2 separate regions of the Oryctolagus cuniculus genome follow, and region 2 is linked to region 1. The links are chromatin contacts, called in public Micro-C maps. All regions are on one chromosome and are shown on one strand. Each heading gives the region's core, a stretch centred on a gene start, on an enhancer-like site or on the middle of the called end of the contact. The rest is flanking DNA. Distances are from core to core; before and after follow the strand shown. Region 1 holds the start of RFX5 (regulatory factor X5). Region 2 holds the start of PIP5K1A (phosphatidylinositol-4-phosphate 5-kinase type 1 alpha).

The links. A called contact is a pair of places that touch in the nucleus more often than the background predicts.
Region 2: a contact with region 1 is called in a Micro-C map of ear pinna, with 3 times the contacts expected there. The contact joins the promoter of PIP5K1A here to the promoter of RFX5 in region 1. A contact is called at or near these places in 3 of 6 Hi-C or Micro-C datasets (ear pinna, psoas muscle and an unstated tissue).

Annotation. Positions count from the first base shown.
Region 1 is chr7:46,758,284-46,765,547 of mOryCun1.1, forward strand. RFX5 (regulatory factor X5) reads left to right here and starts at 2,607. Exons shown (of 9, transcript NM_001171491.1): 1 at 2,607-2,722; 2 at 2,940-2,973; 3 at 3,180-3,262; 4 at 3,479-3,598; 5 at 3,781-3,900; 6 at 4,025-4,106; 7 at 4,394-4,595; 8 at 4,802-4,902; 9 at 5,052-6,041. The coding sequence starts at 2,607. The coding sequence ends at 6,041. It overlaps LOC103350058 (a long non-coding RNA gene), which reads right to left and starts at 1,503. Exons shown (of 3, transcript XR_518121.4): 1 at 1,306-1,503.
Region 2 is chr7:46,911,094-46,918,357 of mOryCun1.1, forward strand. It overlaps PIP5K1A (phosphatidylinositol-4-phosphate 5-kinase type 1 alpha), which reads right to left and starts at 4,368. Exons shown (of 15, transcript XM_070077715.1): 1 at 3,833-4,368. The coding sequence starts at 3,914. It overlaps LOC127493752 (a long non-coding RNA gene), which reads right to left and starts at 3,361. Exons shown (of 2, transcript XR_007924288.2): 1 at 3,265-3,361; 2 at 1,032-1,125.

The DNA of each region.
Region 1 (7,264 bases), core at 1,357-3,856:
CTTTGGGCCCCTGCACCCACCTGGGAGATCTGGAAGAAGCTCCTGGCTCCTGACTTCGCATTGGCGCAGCTCCAGCCATCTGGGGAGTGAAGCAGCGAATGAAAGACCTCTCTCTCTGCCTCTACCTCTCTCTGTGACTCTGTCTTTCAAATAAATAAAATAAATCTTTAGGGACTGGCAATGTGGCACAGTAGGTTAATCCTCCACCTGCAGTGCCAGCATCCCATATGGGCGCCGGTTCTAGTCCCGGCTGCTCCTCTTCCAATCCAGCTCTCTGGTATGGCCTGGGAAAGCAGTGGAAGATGGCCCAAGTGTGTGGGCCCCCACACGCACATGGGAGACCCAGAAGACACACCTGGTTCCTGGCTTTGGATCAGCACAGCTCCAGCTGTGGCGGCCATTTGGGGAGTGAACCAACAAAAAGAAGACCCTTCTCTCTGTCTCTCTCTCACTGTCTGTAACTCTACCTCTCAAACAAATAAATAAAATCCAAAAAAAATTAATCTTTAAAACAATAATCTCCTTTGTGTAGCTACGATATATTTTCTTCTTTTACTAAAACTTCCCATTTATCCCCTGTCACCTGCAAATTTTTAAGCTAGCCTACTGTGCCCACTTCAGAGAGCTGCTATGAGCAGCTGTGAGCTTTGGTGCAGTGCCTGACACCCAGTGAACACCTAAGAAGTTTTAGAAGTCATCAGGAAACCTTCTTGCCAGTATATCCTAATCCCCGCTGGGTTCCCCCAGTACCACAGGAGCTGGCAGCACTGCCGTCTCCTTCTCAAAAGCACGTTGGTGATGCGCCTGGAGAACGTGCTAGAAGTCAAGGCTGCAAACGCAGCTCCGAGTGTAACCCATTTTCTGTGCAAAGCAAACTCCATCCACTTGCCAACCCGAGAGCGTGAGCTCTCTGAAACGCGATGCAAAAGCTTGGTCTGTGCGCACAGAGGGGTCACTGCTTCCATCTGATTCGTGCCTAAGAAAGTCTTAACGAAGAGGACTGAGAACCCCTGCCGCACTCGGGTCAGCGCTCTGCGGGGCTGAAAAGTTTTCCGTGGGCAGCCCACACCCGCTGCGGCAGTCAGTGGCTGAGTGCTGAACTGCGGGGCTGCAGAGGCATCAGCCTGCCTTTGCAAGGAAATGATGCACACGCGGGGAGCCCGGGAGCACGAAGGGGGGAGCGGCTGCAGCTTCACGTGGCGCGGCCGCCGCGGTGCGGGAGGGCTCGGTGCCTCTCCCTTCAGCAGGGGGCTGCGTGAGCTTAGCGCGAACGTCCATCTCTGCTACCCATACTTTGCCACTTACGTTACCCTCCACTGCTTATTTCCTCCTGGCAGCTCTGACAGCTGAAAGCAAAACCGAATCACGGGAGGACGCGGCCAAAGAAGCGAAATCTCCGCGGGGAGCCGAGCGCCCGGGCTTCCGTCCTGCGGTCCCTTTAAGAGAAGAACCTCTCGGGACCGACGGTCCCAACCGACCCCAGTTTTAACCGAAACCCAACCCGGACTTCCCCCTCTTGACTCAAATAAGCCCAACTTTGGATTTTCCCTCCCCTGCTGACCAATCAGATTCTGTTGCCAGGCAGACTTCGGCTGCCACCGGCGCGCGCCCTGCGCCCCCTGTCTCCGGGCGGCAGCGACGGCCAATGACGGAGCAGGCCGCCCGTGTATCTAGGCAGATCGCGGCCGCCGCGACCATTCAGAAAAAGGAAAATAAAGCAACGCACGAGCCCGCCGGGCCGGGACCGCGGGGCTGGGCTGGAGTGAAGGTGGCTGCGAGGTAGTTTCTCTTTCTCCTCACCTTTATCGTGGCGCGTGTTGGCAGGCGCCGGCCCGGGGCTGGGGAGGGGCGACGTGAGCCGGGAGCAGAGCTGGAAGAGATCCGGGCTGTGTTTCCAACAGCTTCTTCGCCCCTCTGCACGTGCCGCGGACCCGGGTTTCCCGCGGCCGGCCCCCGAGTTCCGCGGCCCTGCGCCCCCCGCCCGGCCGCTGCTGGGGCCCGGGGCGCGGCGGCCGGGCGGGCGGTGGGGGGCGCGCCGCGAGCCGCGAGGCTAGGGGAGAGGACGCCGGGGCCGGGGGAGCGGCAGCCGGGCCGTGGCGAGGTTGAGTCATGGAAACCCGGGCCCAGTTGGTTTTCAAGCCCGCAAGGCCAGAGGACGGCCGGATTCTTTCCGACCTCCCGAGCCGACGCGCTGGTGAGGAGCGTATCCAAGAGAGAAACAGGGAACTTTGTTTAGTGGTCCTCGTTGCTTTTGAGGGAGAGGAGGCCAGGTTGGGGTGAGAGGCAGAAATGACAGTGTCTTTCTAACGGCAGCTCCCAATCCCCCTGCCTCTTCCCGTACGGCCTCCTGGGTTTAGGAGACTTGAGAGAGGTGGGTGCAGACAGCATGGAGTTCTCTTTAGGTACGTAGATGGGCCTGGCGAAGCCATGGATTGATTTCTAATTTTCGGAGAAGGCCAGGTAGGTGGTGAGGGAAAGACCATCAGGGGGATCTGCGGGTTTTGTTGAGATCAGGAGCGCCCTGGGGGTGTCCAGGGCAAGGGCTGGCCAACAGGGGTTCAGTCTCACCACCCTCTCCCCCCTGTCGCCCCAGCCCTCATGCCGGCATGGCTGAAGATGAGCCGGATGCCAAGAGCCCCAAGACTGGGGGCCGGGCCTCCACAGGTGGAGCTGAGGCTGGGGAGCCTACCACCCTTCTCCAGAGGCTCCGAGGTACCATTTCGTAAGTACCCATCTCCAAACCCCGTTGTAGACCAGGCTGGAGAACCATCTGGCTTTCCCCAAGTGCCCCTGAGCAGGACAAGCGAGGTTCTTGCCTCTGGGAGCGATTGTCCAGCACCTGCGAGGTGTCTGAGTTCTCTTCCCTTCCCAGCAAGCTGACAGAGGGGTGGGGGAAAACCTCACGGGTGACCTCCAGCATTTTCCTCTCTTCCCTACAGCAAGGCCGTGCAAAACAAAGTGGAAGGAATCCTGGTAAGTGTGTTGGGGCTGGGCAGTAGCGAGCTGGTGTTGGTGGGCAGCAGGCTCCCAGCCTCAAGTGAATTCTTGAAAGTGAGGTGTCTTTGCGGTCCTACCCCTAAGCCAACTAGGCATTGTGGTGAGGGGTAGAGGGTCCTCTATCAGGTCCAGCTTGGCCTTATTATTTCTCCTGCCTCTGTCACCCCCGACCCCACCCCCAGCAAGATGTACAGAAATTCTCAGACAACGACAAGCTCTATCTCTACCTTCAGCTGCCCTCAGGGCCCAGCACCGGAGACAAAAGGTAGGCTTGGGGGTAGGGTTTTCGATTCTTTAGTGAGAGAGGCTCACTGGGACAGGAAGGCTCCTAACTTTTGTCCCCGATCAAGGGCTTGGTACCAGGGAAAGGTGGATCCCGGCTGAACTGATTGGATCCAGACTACTGAAGTCGTCGTCTGGGGAGAGCCAGCGTTGAGTGCTGGGTTCTCAGTCATGCCTGTCCCTTTTCCTTCTCCTGCAGCTCGGAGCCCAGCACGCTCAGCAATGAGGAGTACATGTATGCCTATAGGTGGATCCGCAACCACCTGGAGGAGCACACGGACACCTGTCTGCCCAAGCAAAGTGTTTATGATGCCTATCGGTGGGTGGAGGGGAAGGGGGGGTATGCTGCTGGGCACAGGACTGGCCCCTCCCCTGGAGAGCTCCTTGCCCTGATAGGGTTCCCAGGGACCCTGGCTTCCTAAAGGGTTCCCAGGAACCCTCTGAGCCTACCCGCAGCCTCCTTCTCTGAGTGTCTTCCCACTCTGCCCCCCACTTGCTCAGGAAGTACTGTGAGAGTCTTGCCTGTTGCCGCCCGCTCAGCACAGCCAACTTTGGCAAAATCATCCGAGAGATCTTCCCTGACATCAAGGCCCGAAGGCTTGGTGGCCGGGGCCAGTCCAAGTATCCTTGACTGGAGAGGTTGGGCCTGGAGCAGCTGGGGAGGAGAACCGGGCCTGGGAACAGCCCAACTTGGCTAAGGGGCTTCAGGCGCACCAGGCGTTGGCTGCACCTTAACTTGCATCAGATACTGCTACAGTGGCATACGAAGAAAGACCTTGGTGTCCATGCCACCCCTGCCTGGGCTCGACCTTAAGGGTTTTGAGACCGTAAGTAACAAAATGACCCTCCAGCTCTGTTCTCTCCTTGGTGGAAAGTCTGAGGACTTGGGGCGTGCTTTGAGAGCTAACACGGCATGGGCCATTATGTGCACAGCTTCTAGTACCTTCTGCCTGCCTTCTGGTTGAGGCAGAGCATGAGGAGGATCTGTGGGTTTCTGGGATGGGATAGGTAAAGGCTACTCAGGTCTCAGCTTGGCCAAGAGTAACGTCAGAGAGGGGGCAAGGGTCACCTGGTCACACCTGGAGTGTGATGGCTGTGTCCTTCCTAACCATAGCCGGAAATGGGCCCAGAAGTCACCCCTGCACCTCGAGATGAGCTGGTGGAGGCAGCCTGCGCCCTGACCTGTGACTGGGCTGAACGAATCCTGAAACGCTCCTTCAGTTCCATCGTGGAGGTCGCCCGCTTCCTGCTGCAGCAGCATCTCATCTCTGCCCGGTCTGCTCACGCCCATGTGCTTAAGGCCATGGGGCTTGCTGGTGGGTGGACCCTCCCTTCCCGCTCCCAATGCCAAAGGCCCGCCCACACGCTACATTAGTGACACCTTGGCCTTGCCTTCTGTTCCCGGCCACCCTCCTAAGACATGCTTCAGAGCTCCCTCTTGGCCACGTCTCTCCCTGTCACTCCTCCAGCCCTCGGCCTTCTCCTCACCCTCACTTTACTCCCTCTTCTGGCACCTGTGCAGAAGAAGAGGAGCATGCCCCTAGGGAACGGTCTTCGAAGTCCAAGAATGGTGTAGAGCACCTGGAGAGTGGAGGCCATAAGAAACCAGAGAAAGCAGCCCAGGTGAGGCGATGGATGGGGCTTCCAGGGGCTGGAGGCTTGGCATACCCTTCCCCTGGAGGCTGCAACCCATGTTTGCTTCCAGCACCCACCCGTGTTGGCTCTGCTATTCAGTCTTCGTGCCTTACCATGATCTTGTTTTCTCTTTTTAGCCTCCCAAGGAGCTGGAAGCCCGGGCTGGGGCTGCGGGACGTGGAGAGCGGAAGAAGAATGTAGTTGAGAGCTCGGCCCCAGCAGCCAATAACCCTCAGGTTAATGCCCTGGTGGCCCGGCTGCCTATGCTCCTTCCCCGGGCCCCTCGCTCACTTATTCCTCCAATCCGAGTCTCTTCGCCCATCCTGGCCCCCAAGCTTCCTTCAGGCACCCTGAAAGTGGCTACACTGCCCCTGCCCAGTAGGCCTGGGGGACCCCAGGCAGCTGTGCCCATCATTAATATGATCTTGCCAGCTGTTCCTGCTCTGCCCGCGCCTGGGCCTGGACAGGCTCCTTCCGTGGGACTCACTCAGGCCTGGGGCACAGAGCACAGAGAGGTAGTCATGGGTCATGGTGACCCCGGAGCCCATGACAAGAGTGGCAAGAGGACAGCTGAGGTACCCGTGAGTGAGGCCAGTGGGCAGGACCCACCAGCTAAAGCAGCAAAGCAGGATATGGAGGATACAGCAAGCGATGCCAGAAGGAAGCGGGGGCGCCCTCGGAAGAAGTCAGGTGGAAGTGGGGAAAGGAATTCGACCCCCGACAAGTCAGCAGCTGCCGTGGACTCTGCCCAGGCCTCGGCGTCACCGTGGGAAACGTGGGGCTCCCAAAGGGAAAGCAGCTTCGTGGCAGGGTCAGGGTCAGAGAGGCCGGGGCCAGGGGGAGGGGCCGAGAAGCGCGCAGCGCTTGCCCCCGGTCAGGAAGATGGCACTGTGTCCAGAGCAGGAAGGGGCCCCAGCTCTCGGCATGCCAAAGAAGCGGAAGAAAAAACTCCCCTCGCTGCCCCAAAGGTCAGTGTCATCAAGGGCAGCAGGAGCCAAAAGGAGGCTCTTCAGCTGGGGAAGGCAGAAGCAGGCACCGCCGCACAGGGCACTAAAGACTTCAGGGGGCACGGGCTCCAAGCCTCCCTGGCCCGTGAGCGTAAAGACCCCAAAGAGGCACCCCCATGACGGCTGTGCGGGGAGGAGTTCCTGTCCTTCCGTGAGCTCTGCCTGTCCGCCTGGTAGAGGCCCTTCTCTGCACTTGCTTCTCGTGTGGCTGCTCTGCCCTGAAGGGAGTCCATTCTCCTCTCATGGACAGCGGCATCACCCAGTCTCACACACTGCCTGGCTGCCACCTCTGGCCTTCCCAGCTCAAAACCTTGACTTTATAGTGTAACCAATAAATCCATAGTGACCTCTTACCTGGACCCCTGTGCTATCCTGTGGGAAGATAGGGATGGGTAAGTATAATGAATGTATAGGTTAGGGCATCTTCTGGTTTTAAATCACAGAAAACCTAACTCAAACTGGGTTAAAATAAAAGTTAAGAAAAAAAAAAAAAGACTTACTGGCTCACGTACCTGGAAAGGCCAGAGGGAGTGCTGGCTCCAAGTGACGTTTGATTCAGTGGCTGACCGTGTCCCTAAATACCTGATTTGTTTTCTCACTGCTCTTTCTGTAGCTACCTTGTGGCTGCCAGTACTCCCAGGATTACATATTCCCTCCATGTCAACCAAAAAAGGAGAAGGCTTCTTTGTTCCCTCTAGTCCTAGCAAAAAGCCCTGCACATGGGTCACACGCCACAGCTGAGCAATCACTGCAGCCACGATGTGTGCGAATCGGCCTGTTTTATAATGTGGACTGCTCCTTTAGGGAAAGGGGGCGCAGCCTCCTGAGAAGTATGCAGATGGCCTGAGTGGGAACTTGGGGCAGTTACAGGGAAGCAGCGGCCCCCCAGCTACTCCCAGGAGGTACAAGTGCTAGCTTGCTAGGCTGAGGTGAGCACCTGCTTCCCTTCGCCCTCAGGGCTGCGCTTCCCTTCCTGCAGCTGTAACCTCGCCTCTTGTTCTGGTCTCAGAAGGCAGGAGCAGGCGTTCGCTGTCCTTGAGGGACTCTCTTCAGTCTCCTTGAGATGACAATCTCTTTTCACCTACATCTCAGAAATGGAGCTCCCTCCTTTTCTGCATTCAGAATTTTCACATTCACCACATTCCTGCTTCCCTTACCTTTCACCCTATTGCCACTTTGACCAACTAGTCATTTTGCTAAATTCATTGTGTTTCCACCAGGTGTCAGTATCCTGTCACACATGTAACAGGACTTGGCCAGCAAGTGGGCTTTGGACTAGGAGTATATGGAAGGAGACAGTTCTGCACCTCAGGGAGCACCGATGGGAAGGGAATCCAGCCCCC
Region 2 (7,264 bases), core at 3,118-5,617, 150 kb after region 1:
TTTCTACATCAAGAGAAAATCATGGCCGGCGCCATGGCTCAATAGGCTAATCTTCCGCCTGCAGCGCTGGCACACCGGGTTCTAGTCCCAGTCGGGGCAACAGATTCTGTCCCGGTTGCCCCTCTTCCAGGCCAGCTCTCTGCTGTGGCCCGGGAGTGCAGTGGAGGATGGCCCAAGTGCTTGGGAGACCAAGAGAAGCACCTGGCTCCTGCCATCGGATCAGCGCGGTGCACTGGCTGCGGCAGCCATTGGAGGGTGAACCAACAGCAAAGGAAGACCTTTCTGTCTGTCTCACTGTCCACTCTGTCTCTCAAAAAAAATTAAAAAAAAAGAGAGAGAGAGAGAGAGAGAGAAAATCATGTCTTTAGGATTTCAGTGAAACATCCAAGAACAAAAAACCGGTTTCAGGATGGGTAAAACACATGAACCTGACTTTCTGGCTTTCCTCCCTTGATTTCTACAAGGCTAGCCTCGAGTCTTTAACAACTCAGGAGATCATAAGCCACTACTTATTTTTGCCAATTTCCTAATTCCCCTGTCACCATCCCAACAGAAAAGCACTCTCCCCTAATCACAAATAAAACCCTTAACCTTTTCTGCACTAGAATCAAACATGCTATACAATTCAAAAACCTATCTTTAAAAGAAAAAATTCTATTAAATTTACTGAAGCAGGCAATTGGTGCAGTACTGCAGTATTTAAAATGCTGCTTGGGATGCTCATATCCCTCATCTTGAGAGCCTGGTTCAAGTTCTAGCTCTTCCACTGGCTTCTGATCCAGATTCCTGCTAATGCACAACCTAGGAGGCAATGATAATGACTCAAGTACTTGGGCCTCTGCCACCCATACAGGAGACATGCATTGGGTTCTGGGTACTGGTCTGGTTAGGGCCCAGCCCTGGTTGTTGTGAGCATTTGGAGAATGAACCAGCGGAAGATATATCTCTCTCTCTGCCTTTTAAAAAAAATGAAAATAAATTTTTAAAAATAAGCGAACATGCAGATACACAAGAAAAGGCAACACTGCGTATCGCATACAATAAGTATAATGTTTTCAGGTTTATTTACAAAAAGAATTTTTTCTTAATCCAGCTGTTCCAGAAGTCAAAGGAGCACAGGAGGACCTACAAAACAAAAGATAAGGGGTAAAGCCACAGCCTGCAGGGCCTATGGGCGCCAGTGCAAGTCCTGATTCCACACTTCCAATCCAGCTCTCTGCTATGGTCTGGGAAAGAAGATGGCCCAAGTCCTTGGGACCCTGCACCTGCGTAGGAGACCCAGAAGAAGCTCCTGGCTCCTGGCATACGGCCTGGCCCAGTGCTAGTTGTTGTGGCCATTTGGGGAGGAAACCAGTGGATGGAAGACTTCGCTCTCTCCTTTCCTCCCTCTGTCTCTGTCTCTCTGTAACTCTGCCTTTCCAATAAATACATAAATCTTTTTTTAAAAAAAGTAATCAGGCAGTTTTTAAAACGTATTTATGTATTTATTGGAAAGGCAGAAGTTACAGAGAGGGAAGAGGGAGAGAGAGGCCAGGGCCACAAGCGAGAAAGAGAGAAACAGAGACAGAATTTTTGATCCACTGGCTCACTCCCCCAATGACCAAAACAGGCCAGGGCTGGGCCAGGCCAAAGCCAGGAGCTTCATCCTGGTCTCCCACCCAGGTGCAGGGGCTCAAGTACTTGGACCTTCTTTCACAGCTTTCCCAGCCACCCTAGCAGGGACCTGGATCGAAAGTGAAATAGCAGGACTTGAACAAGAGCCTATTTGCAATGGCGCTACAGGTGGTGGCTTAACCCACTGTGCCAGAGTGGCACCCCCAGGCAATTTATTTCTAACTCAGACTTTGTTTATATCTTTACTTAATATATAAACACACTAAGAGTCAAGGAGCTGTAAGTTTCACTGAAATGTATTTTTAGACCTTCTGCTGAAAACACAAAAACATTTATAACTGGTAACCCTAGATCTGGCACTAAACATAAAAATATTAAATAGTAACATCTAAAAAATATAAAGACTATCTGAAATTGGAGTAGAGGCAGAAGAGGAGAAAAATATATCAAATAATTCCTTATTACTCCTAAACCTGCCTGGTCGGTAGGTACCTCATGAGACTCAAACTGTGGGACATAAACACTGCTTTTAAGATTTAACCTGGTTTCTGGTTCCTAACAGAGAGAATACATGACTTGATGGTTGAAAAATCTGATTAAAGACCAAACACAACCATTCTTCCTTCTGGGTTGTGGAGCAGGAGAAACAGGTTTCAAGTTAAGAAGTTACTATAGGGGCCGGCACTGTGACGTAGTAGATAAAGCTGCTGCCTGCAGTGCCGGCATCCCATATGCTTCGAGTCCAGCTGCTCCACTTCCAATCCAGCTCTCTACTATGGCCTGGGAGAGCAGCAGAATATGGCCCAAGTCCCTGGGCCCCTGCACCCACATAGGAGACCTAGAAGAAGCTCCTGGTTCCTGGCTTCGGATCAGCACAGCTCCGGCAGCTGCGGCCATCTGGGGAGTGAACCAGCAGATGGAAGAGCTCTCTCTCTCTCTCCCTCTCACTGTCTGTAACTCTGTCAAATAAATAAATAAAATCTTTAAAAATAAAGTTACTATATAAAAATTCTATCACTTTTACCTTATCCTTTTAAGTGCCTGGAATTTAGCCTGAATTGTTGCAGCCCTCTAATATTTTGTAAGGGAAAAATCGTCTCAAGAAACTAAAAAGAGATGCACATAAATAAAACTACAGCTTATGAAGAAGATACTTGCGACTATGAATTCCCCTCACTTGAACTGGAATGTTTAAGGTGGAACCATCTACTTAGGCAAGGACGCAATCTAGGGCAAAGGTAATGTCAAAATCTCAAGTCAAGTATCCAGCATCTGACAGCCTCTCCCGTTCAGCACAAAGGCAGCAGTCACTGAGGGACTCCAAGACATTTCTGACAGAAGCTCTAGAACAGTGTCTGACTCACATACCACCCCCCCACACCCCGACACATTTTCCCTCCTCCGCAAAATCTGCTGCTTTTCTTGTGGGCCCCCTCAGCCCTCCCTCCGCCTTCCTTAGCTCCCAACTACCCGAAGCTCTCTATATTCTCTGGCTCCATTCTCCAAGTTCCAGTTTCCTGACACATCCCAAGCATTCTTCCCATCCATTTCCTATTATGCAACATTCCCCTCCAGCACTTGGAGCGCGCACACACACACACCCATCCTTCTTTCTCAGGCATTATCCCCAACATCACTTCCCTACTGCACCTGCAGACTCCAGTCCATCTTCTCCAGCTGTTTTAATGCGATTTTCCCACATTCCTCCGGCTCTCACAAAACTTCTCATTATTTCCCAAACTTGGGCCAATCTAGAGACAGCACTCACCAAAGCAGTCATAGAAAACGAGGGGGGGGGGGGGGCAAGTGTGAAGGAATGACGCAGTAAGGGGTCTCTGAAAAAGTTCAAGTAACTCCCACATCCAACAAAACTCCTAATTCCCTCACTTTCCCAGTAATCGAGAAAGGGTCCAACGGCTTTTCCATACCTTTTAAGTTCCATGGCTTCTCTTCGACATTTTCATCCAGCTAACTCCACCATCAACTTGAAACTGACCTGCCTCCCACGCCAAGCAGCTCCCCTCACGCAACAGGCCTCCATTTTCCTAACACTCCCCCCTGCCCACTCAGAAAAGCGTCCTAGTTGAAAGTCCAGCCTTCCGTCCTCCTTACCGGGAATCCCTCGGACATTCCCAGCCACAGGTGCCCTCCCACGTCTTGCTCTTCCCCCCACCGCACAGCCCTCACCAGCCTCCTGCCCACGCCCCGCCCGGCTTACCTGAGATCGAGGTGCTGGAAGGGATCCCGGAATCCAAGGCTGAACACCCGACCGCCGACGGCCCAGAAGAGGCCGACGCCATCTTGGCAGCCCCCTCCCCGTCAGCGTCCTCGCTCCCTGTGAATCGGGCTCTTCCTCTTCTCGGAATCGAATCTTCCCCACGTCTCTTCACAAAACCCACGTTCTGAAGGCCACTTTCCCGCCCCCTCTGGGGCCTCTCAGACTCGTCCAGCCAACTCCTGGACCAGCTCAGGGCCGCACCATTCGCCTAGCATGGGGGGAGAACTCCTGTCTCGTGCCCCCTACGTAACTTCAACCGCCTTCCGCAGGAGCTGCTTTCGCCTTTCACAAGGGAGTAGCCTCAAGCTGGCTGCCGAGACCCCACGTCCGGACTAAACCACACCTAAAAGAAAAACGAAGCATGAGAGGTCCCGGAGCAGCGAACGCCCCCGCCCCCTCCTTCCTAGCCACAGCCTGTTTATCGCCCAACCCCACCGCTCCACTCGGGTGGCTAAGGAAATCCGCGCACTGCGCATGCGCCCAATCATCTCCGCGCTCCACTCAGTGGCGAGGACAGAGGAGTAAAGCCAATCAGGAGACTCTTGGTGGTCACGTGAGGCGAGTAGCTCCCGCCCTAACGCCTTCTCGGGTGAAGAAGACATGCGCGCGCCAGCCGGCTGACTGCTCCTACGGTGGCTCGGCGGGGCAGCGCTTTGAGAGGACCCCGTGATGGGGGCTCTGAGCTCCGGACGCGAGTCGACCCGGCCGGTCCTCTTCAGTTCCCAGCCCGGGAAAGAACTACGGACAGAACCGCTGGTTTCAAGGCACAGACGTTAAACAGTCGAGTATCGCAAAAACGATGTATGCCCCTAAAATCTTCCTAGCACTTTTCCGGGTTTACTACCTTGTTTACTGTTTGATTTAACGTGCGTGCGTGCCTTACTTTCCTCCTAGTGACATTTGAAATAGATCTATGTTTTGTTTGCCTCAAACAGTGCTGGGCACAGTGACAGAAGTCAGTAAATAGGCCATAAATGAATATATAAAGGCCTGTTCAAAGGAGCCACACAAGGTGATCAGACCGTATGACAGCCTTCCCGCGATCCAGGCCCTTAGCCGGCAGCAGTCAAAGATCCATGCTCCAAAGGGCATCTAGATACACAGGAAATCTCCCTCCCAGCCCCATTCTAGACTTCGTACTAACTGCTTAGTGCTGACAAAGGTCTCTGGAGGTGTGAGCACTAGCGGGCAACCTGAAGACTCGTCTGTCTCTGTAGGGAGAGCCAGGACCGTGTGGTTCACTCTTGTATCGCAAGCTCCTCCTGTGACTGCACAGATTAGGAGCCCAGCAATGGGGAAATCCTAGGCTTTGTAATCCCAAAAGTGGTTTGGTTATCATCTATCTAGATGTCCAATGGGCCCACGTAGGAACCTAGGACCTCCAAAATTTGTAGAATATCCTCTATGCGTTTATCTCAGCCTTCTACTCCCTCATCAAGATCTGAAATAATTGTTTCCTTGCTGCCACCTGCTGGCTAATTGGTCTTCCTTTGGATATTAAAGGTAGACGAACTTCAAAGGATTGGATTATCTACAGCAGTGGTATTGTGTCATATTGACACTTTATGGTGGCCAATTCCTACATTTCCCACCCAACTAAACAGGACAGGAACTAGACGGTGTGGGGTACAAGATTTGGCTCATTGACCTTCGGTAAATAAATATTTCTTGATAAATTATTCTTGTTTCCAGAAAAGACATGGGGTTGCTACAGTTCCCTGAGTTACTTTACAAATTAGCTAATGCAGACAAAGCTGTTTGTTATTTAAACATGAGAAGTAGCCAATAAATTCCTGAATGACCAAAATCTTCAAAGAGGGGAATCTCCTCCCTGGCATCTGATCTGTGAATTTGATTTCACCCCTCCTAAAAGAAGAAATCCCTATTTTCTTGAAGCTTCTTATGGGTCTTTGTTTATTGCTGTGCACCATAAAAAAAAAAAAAAAAAAAAAAAACTGTTCCACATACTACCTTGTATTATCTCAATCTGTTTACCTGTTTATCTCCCTTATAAGACTGAACTCTTGAGAGCAAAGATCACATCTTATCCATTTTTCTATCTCAAGCATCTAGAACAGTGCCTGTCACAGCATGTCTCCTGACTGGATGGCTAGATGCAGGCAAAAGTAGAGTTATGGGCGTTTTAGAAGCAGGTATCTTCCATCTTCTTCTCCTACACTTTGTCCCTGCTTCTACTCCCTAGGGTGCCCTCTGAGTCACGCAGCCACTCTTCTCCAGTAACATTCCTGGCATAGCAAAACTGGGGTGACGTGGCAGGGTGTGGAAGCAGGGGCAGAACAGGACATGTTGGCTTAATGCCCCCAAGGAAACGGAAAAGGGAGTTGACTAAATACGTACTTTGGGAAATGAGGGCAATGTGGTGAGCCTATAAGAGAGACACACACACAGACTTAAGTGCACGTGAATATGCACACACAATCTTATTAAGGCATCCTCCAAGGTGTAAAGCGGTTCCTAAGCTCGGGATGAAGGGGCTGGTTATTGGCAAGAGCAGTGCAGAGGCAAGAATAAGAGGATGGGTACTTTATTCACTTAGTCATTCATTCACTGAATTATTATTTAGCCCCAGCTGTGTCTGAGGTACTATGAGCGTTCCTAGTATACAGAAATGAAGATAAACCCCTTGCTTTCGAAAAGATCTTAAACTAATGAGGAGGAAAGACACACAAATCTTTTTTTTTTTAAAGATTTATTTATTTATTTGAATGGCCAAGTTACAGAGAGGTAGAGGCAGAGAGAGAGATCTTCCATCCACTGGTTCATTCCCCAAATGACTGCAATGACTAGTACTGGGCCAGGCCAAAAGCCAGGGGCCGGGAGCTTCACCTGGTTCTCCCACACAGGTGACAGGAACCCAAGGACTTAGGCCATCTTCTGTTGTTTTCCCAGGCACATTAACAGGGAGCTGTATTGGAAGTGGAGCAGCTGGGACTTGAACAGATACTCATATGGGATGCAGGCACTGTAGGTGGCAACTTAACCCAATGCTCCACAACACGGGCCCATACACACAAATCAGTGTCATTTTAGAGTATGCACTGTGCAATGGCTTGAGAACCATATTTTCAAAATTAAAAAAAAGATGGGAACAGAAGATGATTCCTAGTTTTGACAATGCCACAGACCATTTGAGATTAACTATTCCAAAGAATCCGGCAGACATGCTGTATCTGATTTATGGCAACTGTGCCTGGAAAGAAAGGAATTAGTGTTCAGGAAGACTTCACTGTCCCATAAAATTAGAATTTTGCCATGTAGAAATGAAAGGGATTCTAAGGAGGACCGGCACAGAGGCATGACAGTTGGGTGTGTCAGGGGAGTGATGCTGGAATAGGATGACGTGGCAAGCAG